Regions from separate parts of the Mus musculus genome. Here region 2 is linked to region 1. Evidence: chromatin contacts called from public HiChIP or PLAC-seq data. All regions are on one chromosome and are shown on one strand. The core of a region is the stretch at or near the end of the contact, and the rest is flanking DNA. Distances in the headings are between cores, read along the strand shown.

Region 1 (3,496 bases), core at 595-3,094:
GCTTACATTGTTTTTCAGTGATTTGCTTTGGTAAGCTGTTTGCCTTACGCTTAGCTTATTGGGATTTTGTAGCTGTGGCCTTCTATTAATTTCTTGCTACTGAGATCTTTAGTGGTTTTGAAATTATCCTTGGGTTTGAAGTAGTCTTTGAAGAGTTTAAGAGACGCCTGTGCTTACAGCTTGATCATGGCCCCCTTTCTCAGGGTGACACCCTTGCTTTTTGCGTTGAATACTAAATGGGACATCTTTCTGTCTCTTTTCTTTCCTCTCTCCCTCCCTCTCTCCCTCCCTCCCTCCGTCCCTCCCTCCCTCCCTCCCTTCCTTCCTTTCTCCACAGCAAGGTATTTCCACCACATGGGTGAGCTACTGTGAGTGTGAGCAGGGCCCCTGACACTCCCAGAGGAAGCAGCGAGGACCATCTATTCTCTGCATGGGGCTGTGTGCAGGAAGGGCTCCTTACCTCTCTGCTTTGCTCAGTCGAGGCTGCACCTTAGTAGAGCTGGACCCCCAGTGGGAGAGCCTGGCAGCCTGTCTTCTTTGTAGGGCTGAATCCTGTCGGGCTTTGTGTTCTTGGCTGTGCCCTTTGGAGTTGACTTGTGTTGTTGCTCATGAGAGGAAGTGGTCACGGTTCAAATGTCACAAGACTCATAGTTTATACAGTTTTAGTAAATTTTCTTGTCTCTTTTGTTTTGATGTGTGTGTGTGTGTGTGTGTGTGCATGTGGATGCAGATGTGTGTTTGGGTGTACTTGTACATGAGAATGGAGTGCAGATGTCAATATTTGATGTCTTCTGTTAGCCTCTGCTTTATTCATATTTGTTTGTTTGTCTATTTATTTATTTTGGTTTTTAGAAACAGGGTTTATTTATTTGTTTGTTCATTTTGACTTCCTGAGACAGGGTTTTTCTGTGTAGCCCTGGATATCCTGGCAGCTACTCTGTAGATCCGGCTGGACTCGAACTCAGAGCTCATCTGCCTCTACCTCCCCAGTGCTGGGATTAAAGATGAACACTACCACCGCCCGGCTTCCACTTCCTTCTTTTGAGACAGGGTGATTCACTGAATCTGGAGTTCATCATTTTGGCTAGACTGTCTGGCCAGTGGGCTCCTGGGACCTGACCGTCTCTTTTCCTCTGGTGCTGGTGTGCACAGATATGTGCTGCTATGCCTGGCTTTTTTCCTGGGTGCTGATGTGAACTCAGGTCCTCGTGCTTGGCCAGCAAATACTTTACACACGGATCCATCTCCAAAGTGCAGACTTCCCTGAGTAAACTTTCTTGAGTTGCTCCATGATGTAAGATAATTTCTAGAGGATTTAGAAGAAGTCATTTTCACCACATATAGTTACTTCACTCTGTACCTTATCCACAGAGCTTTTTCTAACAGCACGTGGCTCTAGGCAAGACCACAGGCTCTTTGTTCTGGGCATCGAAGTGGGAACCCTCATTTCAAATTATTAGAATGTTTTTGAAGTGCTGTGGGCTGAACTCAGGACTTTGAACATTGTAGGCAAGTCATTTACCACTGAGATCCATACCCCAGCCCCAAGGGACTGGAGGGAGAAAGGGTTTATTTTATTTTATTTTTTTGAGATACGGTCTTGCTATGTATGTAGCCCAGGCTGGCCTTGGACTGTTGATCCTTGTGCCTAACCAACCGAGTGTTAGGGTCACAGACCCACAACCCCATCTGGCTTAGAGATTCAGTTCTTGTCCAAGTATTATTTGTAATAACTCGGAGCGTGTTGCAAAGCTTGTCACAAAAGCCTCTACTTCCTGTCTCCCAGCTTTCTCCCTTATCTCTACTCCGCAGAGGCCTTCTGCAGTTACAGGAGCGCCTCACCTGCCAGCCTACTCTTTACTGAGGCTTCTCCTGGTGCCCTGTTGTCTCCCTTGCCCCACCCCCAGCCCCTCTCTTACTGCCAGCCCACTCTCTCTCCAAGGCTTCATTTTCTTGTGTTGGAGTGTTGAGCCTTGTCATTTACTTGGTGGCATGTACCTTGCTGTAGGAACATATGCTGGTGGAGCTTTGAGCAGGACTCCTGAGCCATGCTGGTGGGGTATGGCTAGCCACAGCCACCATTGGGGGTCATGGGAATTTCTTCTTATCAGGGCCTAAAGCACCCTTATCGCAGCTGTGGAGGTTGAGCCCTGTGACAACCGAGTTTAGATTCTTATTTAGGAATGCTGGTCTGGTTCCAATCTTTTCTCTCTCAAACAGCTCTGCAGCAAAAGTCTGTGAGCCTAGTGGCCAGATGAGTCACTAGGGGTGGCAGCCACAGGCAGCAAACATTTGTAATTTTGGTGGCATCTCTCCACTGTGGTTTGGCTACTGTGTTACCACCCAGAGCTCCGTGGGTTAGAGGCTTGGTACCTGGATGTTGGCACTGCAGAGTGTAAAGCTACCTTTTTGTTTTGTTTTGTTGTTTTTCAAGACGGGGTTTCTCTGTGTAGCCCTGGCTGTCCTGGAACTTGCTCTGTAGATCAGGCTGGCCTCGAACTCACAGAGATCTGCCTGCTTTTGCCTTCTGAGTGCCTGGGTTAAAGGTGTGTGCCACCCCACCCCCCAGCAGGTTCAAGAGCTTTAAGAGGAACATCCTAATTCGGTCTCTGTGGCAGTCAAGGGTATGACTCTCTCTGTGAGGCCTCTTGGTGATTATGGGGAGGAGCTCTCGGGCACTGTGTAGAGTTCGTAATCCTTTACTCTCGTAATCCTCCAACATTGCAATCTGCCCTGTATGTCACAGCAAGACACTTCCCAGAGCTGAGTCAATTCAGGTGCCGTGTCCCTGGCCTTCTGTGACCCAACCAGACCTCCTCATTAAGTTAGCTTCTTCAAGTATTTTGTCAAATGGTTAAACAGTGACTGACACCCTGTCAAAGTCACATCTTTGGAATGTGTCAATGTACACTATAAACAGTGACACTTGGGCAGAGTTCACAGAAGGCTAGATGCAGACAAGTCAATGGGTACAATGAAGGCCCAAGGGCTGATGCATGCCCCAAACCCCAGGGGACCTGAGGGGGAGGAGTTACAGGAGGCAGAGAAGACCATCTTGGCCGGATGCTGCCAGAACCCTTTCAGAATTCTAAGGATTCCCCACAGGCCCCTGAAGTTGTCTGTGTGGCCAGGAGGCAGGGACAGAGACAGGGTCTCATTTGAGCTCAACAACTGGTCACTGGCTGGCTAGCGAGCTCCAGGGAGCTGTGCATTTCTGCCCACCCAACACCAGGTCTACAGATGTGCTCCACCAACACCTGGCTTTTACACAGTTGCTGAGGACCCAACCTCAAGTCCTCATGTTGGTACTTCACCGAGAGAGAGAGCGCCATCTTCCAGCTTCACGCCCTGTTCCAAAAGTATATTACTACATTCCCAGGGATGATCCGGGAACCCCGCACCCTGCTCTGTTGAAGTTCATCTTGGGCCTAAGGATCAGACATATGGACACTCATGTGCAGGACGGGCGTACAAACATGTGTTTACTCCAACTCTA
Region 2 (3,496 bases), core at 524-3,023, 100 kb before region 1:
CACATATTTGACGGTTCCTGAGATTCCAGTTATCGATTCATTTAATTTCAAGCACTCAGTGAACACATTCTGTGTAAATTGACTCTTTGGTTTTATGGCCTAAAATGTTTATTCTGCTTTTGTTGGATGGAGTTCTCTACGAATGTGAACCAGGCTGAATTTGCTGGCATGTAAGTACTTGGCATGTAATTGGCTGCTCTTTGGCTGTCTGTCCTTCAGTCACTGAGAAGCCTCTGGGGTCTTCCCCCAGTGCAGGTCAGCACTTCTCCCTCCCATTTGTAAATCTTGGTTACTAAGCATTTAAGATTGTTACATCTTCTTGTTTAAGTGACTGCTTTATTAAGAATAACTTTGATCTCCAGTGTGATGGCTATTTCTGGTTGTCAACTTGACTACATCTGGAATGAACTACAATCTAGAAATGAAAGACACACCTGTGATCCAGATCTTAAGGCTGGAAGACATAGGCTTCTGACCTGGATCTTGACATGGAGATCTTGAGACATAGTAGCCATGAAACGCTTAGGTCCAGGCAAGGTAGTGCACACCTTTAATTCCAAGAGTCTGAAGCAAGCATATCTCTGAGTTCAAGGTCAACTTGGGACAAACCAAGTCCCAGGAAGGCATGGCGCAAGAGGAGCTGAGAGTTCTACATCTTCATCTGAAGGCCTCTAGAAGACTGGCTTCCAGGCAGTTAGTTAGGACCAGGGTCTTAAAGCCTACATCCACAGTGACACACTTCCTCTAACAAGGCCATACCTATTCTAACAAGGCTACACCTCCAAATAGTGCCACTCACTAGGCCAAGCATATACAAACCATCACACCCAGTGACAGCTCTGCTTTGAATTTTACACTGGCATTAATGTAATTTAATTAACTTAACCACTTAAGGTTTATTTTCATTTGTGTTCTAAGGTATGGCTCGTTCAAGTCTTTTTATATATTTGCATTTCTCACACAAGCCATGCTTCTGAAATACCTCCTTAGCCCATGCATTTTTTTTTAAAGATTTATTTATTTATTATATGTAAGTACACTGTAGCTGTCTTCAGACACTCCAGAAGAGGGCGTCAGATCTTGTTACAGATGGTTGTGAGCCACCATGTGGTTGCTGGGATTTGAACTCCGGACCTTCGGAAGAGCAGTTGGGTGCTCTTACCCACTGAGCCATCTCACCAGCCCTAGCCCATGCATTTTTATATTTAAATTTTTTAGTAGGCAGCACATAAATGGTTCTTGCTTTAAAAAAAAAAAAATCCATTATCTCAATCTCTGCTTTCAAGTGATGTGTTTACCCCAAGTATTTCAGATCCCAGGATTAGTGGATCTTTTTTTAATCTGTAAGTCTATCCACCTGAAACTTGCTTCCTACTCCATGTCCTTTTCTTCTCCTCTCCTGGGCACTGTTATAACACTTACAGTTCTTACTTTGATTAATTTTGTGTCTGTATACATGGGACTGAACTCCAGGCCTCAGGCTTGTACAGCAAATGCCTTTAAGGACTGAGCCTCCTCAATGACCTCAGTTATGTAATTCTTTATCCTATTATTCTAGTAGCTGTTTTAGAGTTAATACATATTTTTAACCAGTTAAATCACTGTGCTTTTTTAAAAGTATATATATTTCTGGGTCTCTCACAATCACATTTGAGAGAAGGTCTCACTCTATATTCAAGGCTGACATGAAATTTACAAGTAGCCAGCCTGGCCTTAATTTCATGCAATCATTTGGCCTCAGCCTCCCAGCCACTAAGATCCTGGTGTGAACCACCATGCTGTCAGTACACTGTTATTCTTCCTCTTTTGTGCTATCGGCACCACTCCTTCTGCTTCTTCAAATTCTATAAAATCAACAAAATACATTAATCTCATTTCACAGTTTTTAAAAATTAAAAATTGTGATTAACATGTATGTAGCATGAAATTTACCATCTTAAACATTTGTGGCTCAGTGAATTAAGTATATTTGTGGCTGCATCCAATCTCACTCCCATAGCTCTTGGTAATCACTACTATGATTTTCTGTATTCTAGGTAGCTTACAGAAGAACCACACGGTATTTGTGACCAGCATACTTCATTCTGCACAGCACTTCCCAAGGCTCACTGCTGTGGCAGCATGCCTCAGAATTTCTCTCCTTTCTGAAGCTGAATGACGCTCCACTTGTGTGTGTGTATACATTTTCTTGATAAAGGCTCTTGCTACATAGCCTATGTGGGTATCACATTTGACAGTCTCTGCCTAAGCTTTGCAAGTGCTGGAGTTACAGATATGTGCACATATCACATTTTATTCATGTGCAGATAAACTCTGGAGCTGCCTCAACTTTCTGACTAATGTTTATTATGTTGCTATTAAAAATATATCTGAAAAAACAAAAAACAAAAAAACAGATCTGAAGTTGGGCGTGGTGGCACACGCCTTTAATCCCAGTACTCGGGAGGCAGAGGCAGGAGGATTTCTGAGTTCGAGGCCAGCCTGGTCTACAAAGTGAGTGCCAGGACAGCCAGGGCTACACAGAGAAACCCTGTCTCGAAAAAAACAAAATAAAAAAAAATATATATCTGAATTCCTGCTAATGTCTATCATTTGTAGAAACATTATACACATTTCCATAGTATATCCACTACTTATTTATCAATTTACTTATTTACTGGCAATGCACCAGCTTCATTCCTTGTACCCATGCCAGCAGTTATTTTCTGCTGTTCTTATAACTCTCTCCCTCTCTCTCCCTCTCTCTGTCTTAAGCACCCTGACAGGTATGAAGTAATTCTTCAACATGACTTTTTCATTTGTACTTTCCTAATTAATGATGGCTATGCATCTTTCATCTGTCTATTGGCCATTTTCATATTCTCTTTGGAGAAATTTGTTTTCATCTTTTGCCTTTTTTAAAATCATTTTTTTGTTAATGAAATGTACGAGTTCTTCATTTATAGTGCTTTAATGCTTTATAAAATCTACGTTACCATTTCATTACATTTCAAGGATGCCTTTCTAGTTTGTTCATTGTATCCTGTGGAGGAATCTTTGATTTTGACATAATCTAACACTATCACTTTTACTTTTATTATCTGCGCTTCTGGTTATATCCAAGAATCAATGTCAAATCAAAGATCCTGCTGTCCTGGTATTAAAGTCTTTATGGATCTTATGTTTAAAGCTTGGTTCATTTTAATTTTCATGTACAGTTCAAGAATCTCATGCTTTTGTTTGTGGACCTCAGATTTCTCCAGCACCACGATTGAGGATCAAGCAATCTCAGTGCTCATGCTGAAAGTCATCTGGCCAAACTCCCACAGGTCCTCATATTATACGTATTACAACAGCACCACATTAATATACTTTGTATATTTTATACCAGCATCACACTGATTTAGCTCTGCAAAAAGTTTCAAATCACAAAGTTGGAGGAGACCTTTGATCTTTTTTAAAAACTACTGTTTTGGATATCTGGGATCTCTTGATATTTTGTATAAATATTATAGTG

What was found. HiChIP or PLAC-seq counts read pairs in DNA pulled down with a chosen protein or histone mark.
Region 2: an H3K4me3 HiChIP or PLAC-seq map of bone marrow-derived macrophages shows a contact between it and region 1, with 4 times the contacts expected there. The contact joins two enhancer-like sites. A contact is called at or near these places in 3 of 39 promoter capture datasets (the HPC-7 cell line and cranial neural crest), 4 of 15 datasets of contacts at CTCF or cohesin (CD8 T cells, the G1E-ER4 cell line, the NIH/3T3 cell line and 1 more), 6 of 484 Hi-C or Micro-C datasets (LSK cells, Sertoli cells, bone marrow-derived macrophages and 2 more), 4 of 115 datasets of contacts at active chromatin or transcription factors (CD8 T cells, the HPC-7 cell line, bone marrow-derived macrophages and 1 more) and 4 of 9 other capture datasets (adipose tissue, embryonic stem cells, liver and 1 more).

The regions. Positions count from the first base shown.
Region 1 is chr11:49,980,184-49,983,679 of GRCm38.p6, reverse strand. It overlaps Rasgef1c (RasGEF domain family, member 1C), which reads right to left. Exons shown (of 14, transcript NM_029004.1): 14 at 3,457-3,496. Among named protein-coding and RNA genes, the nearest start is that of Rnf130, 43 kb to the left of the region's middle. Within about 2 kb of position 1,844, at least 68 of the 459 cell types and tissues checked have an H3K27ac peak or open chromatin away from gene starts, as enhancers often do. A contact at or near this core is called in bone marrow-derived macrophages, where this site is marked.
Region 2 is chr11:50,080,293-50,083,788 of GRCm38.p6, reverse strand. The region is part of intron 3 of Rnf130 (ring finger protein 130); the gene reads right to left. Among named protein-coding and RNA genes, the nearest start is that of Mir340, 12 kb to the right of the region's middle. Within about 2 kb of position 1,773, at least 2 of the 459 cell types and tissues checked have an H3K27ac peak or open chromatin away from gene starts, as enhancers often do. A contact at or near this core is called in bone marrow-derived macrophages, where this site is marked.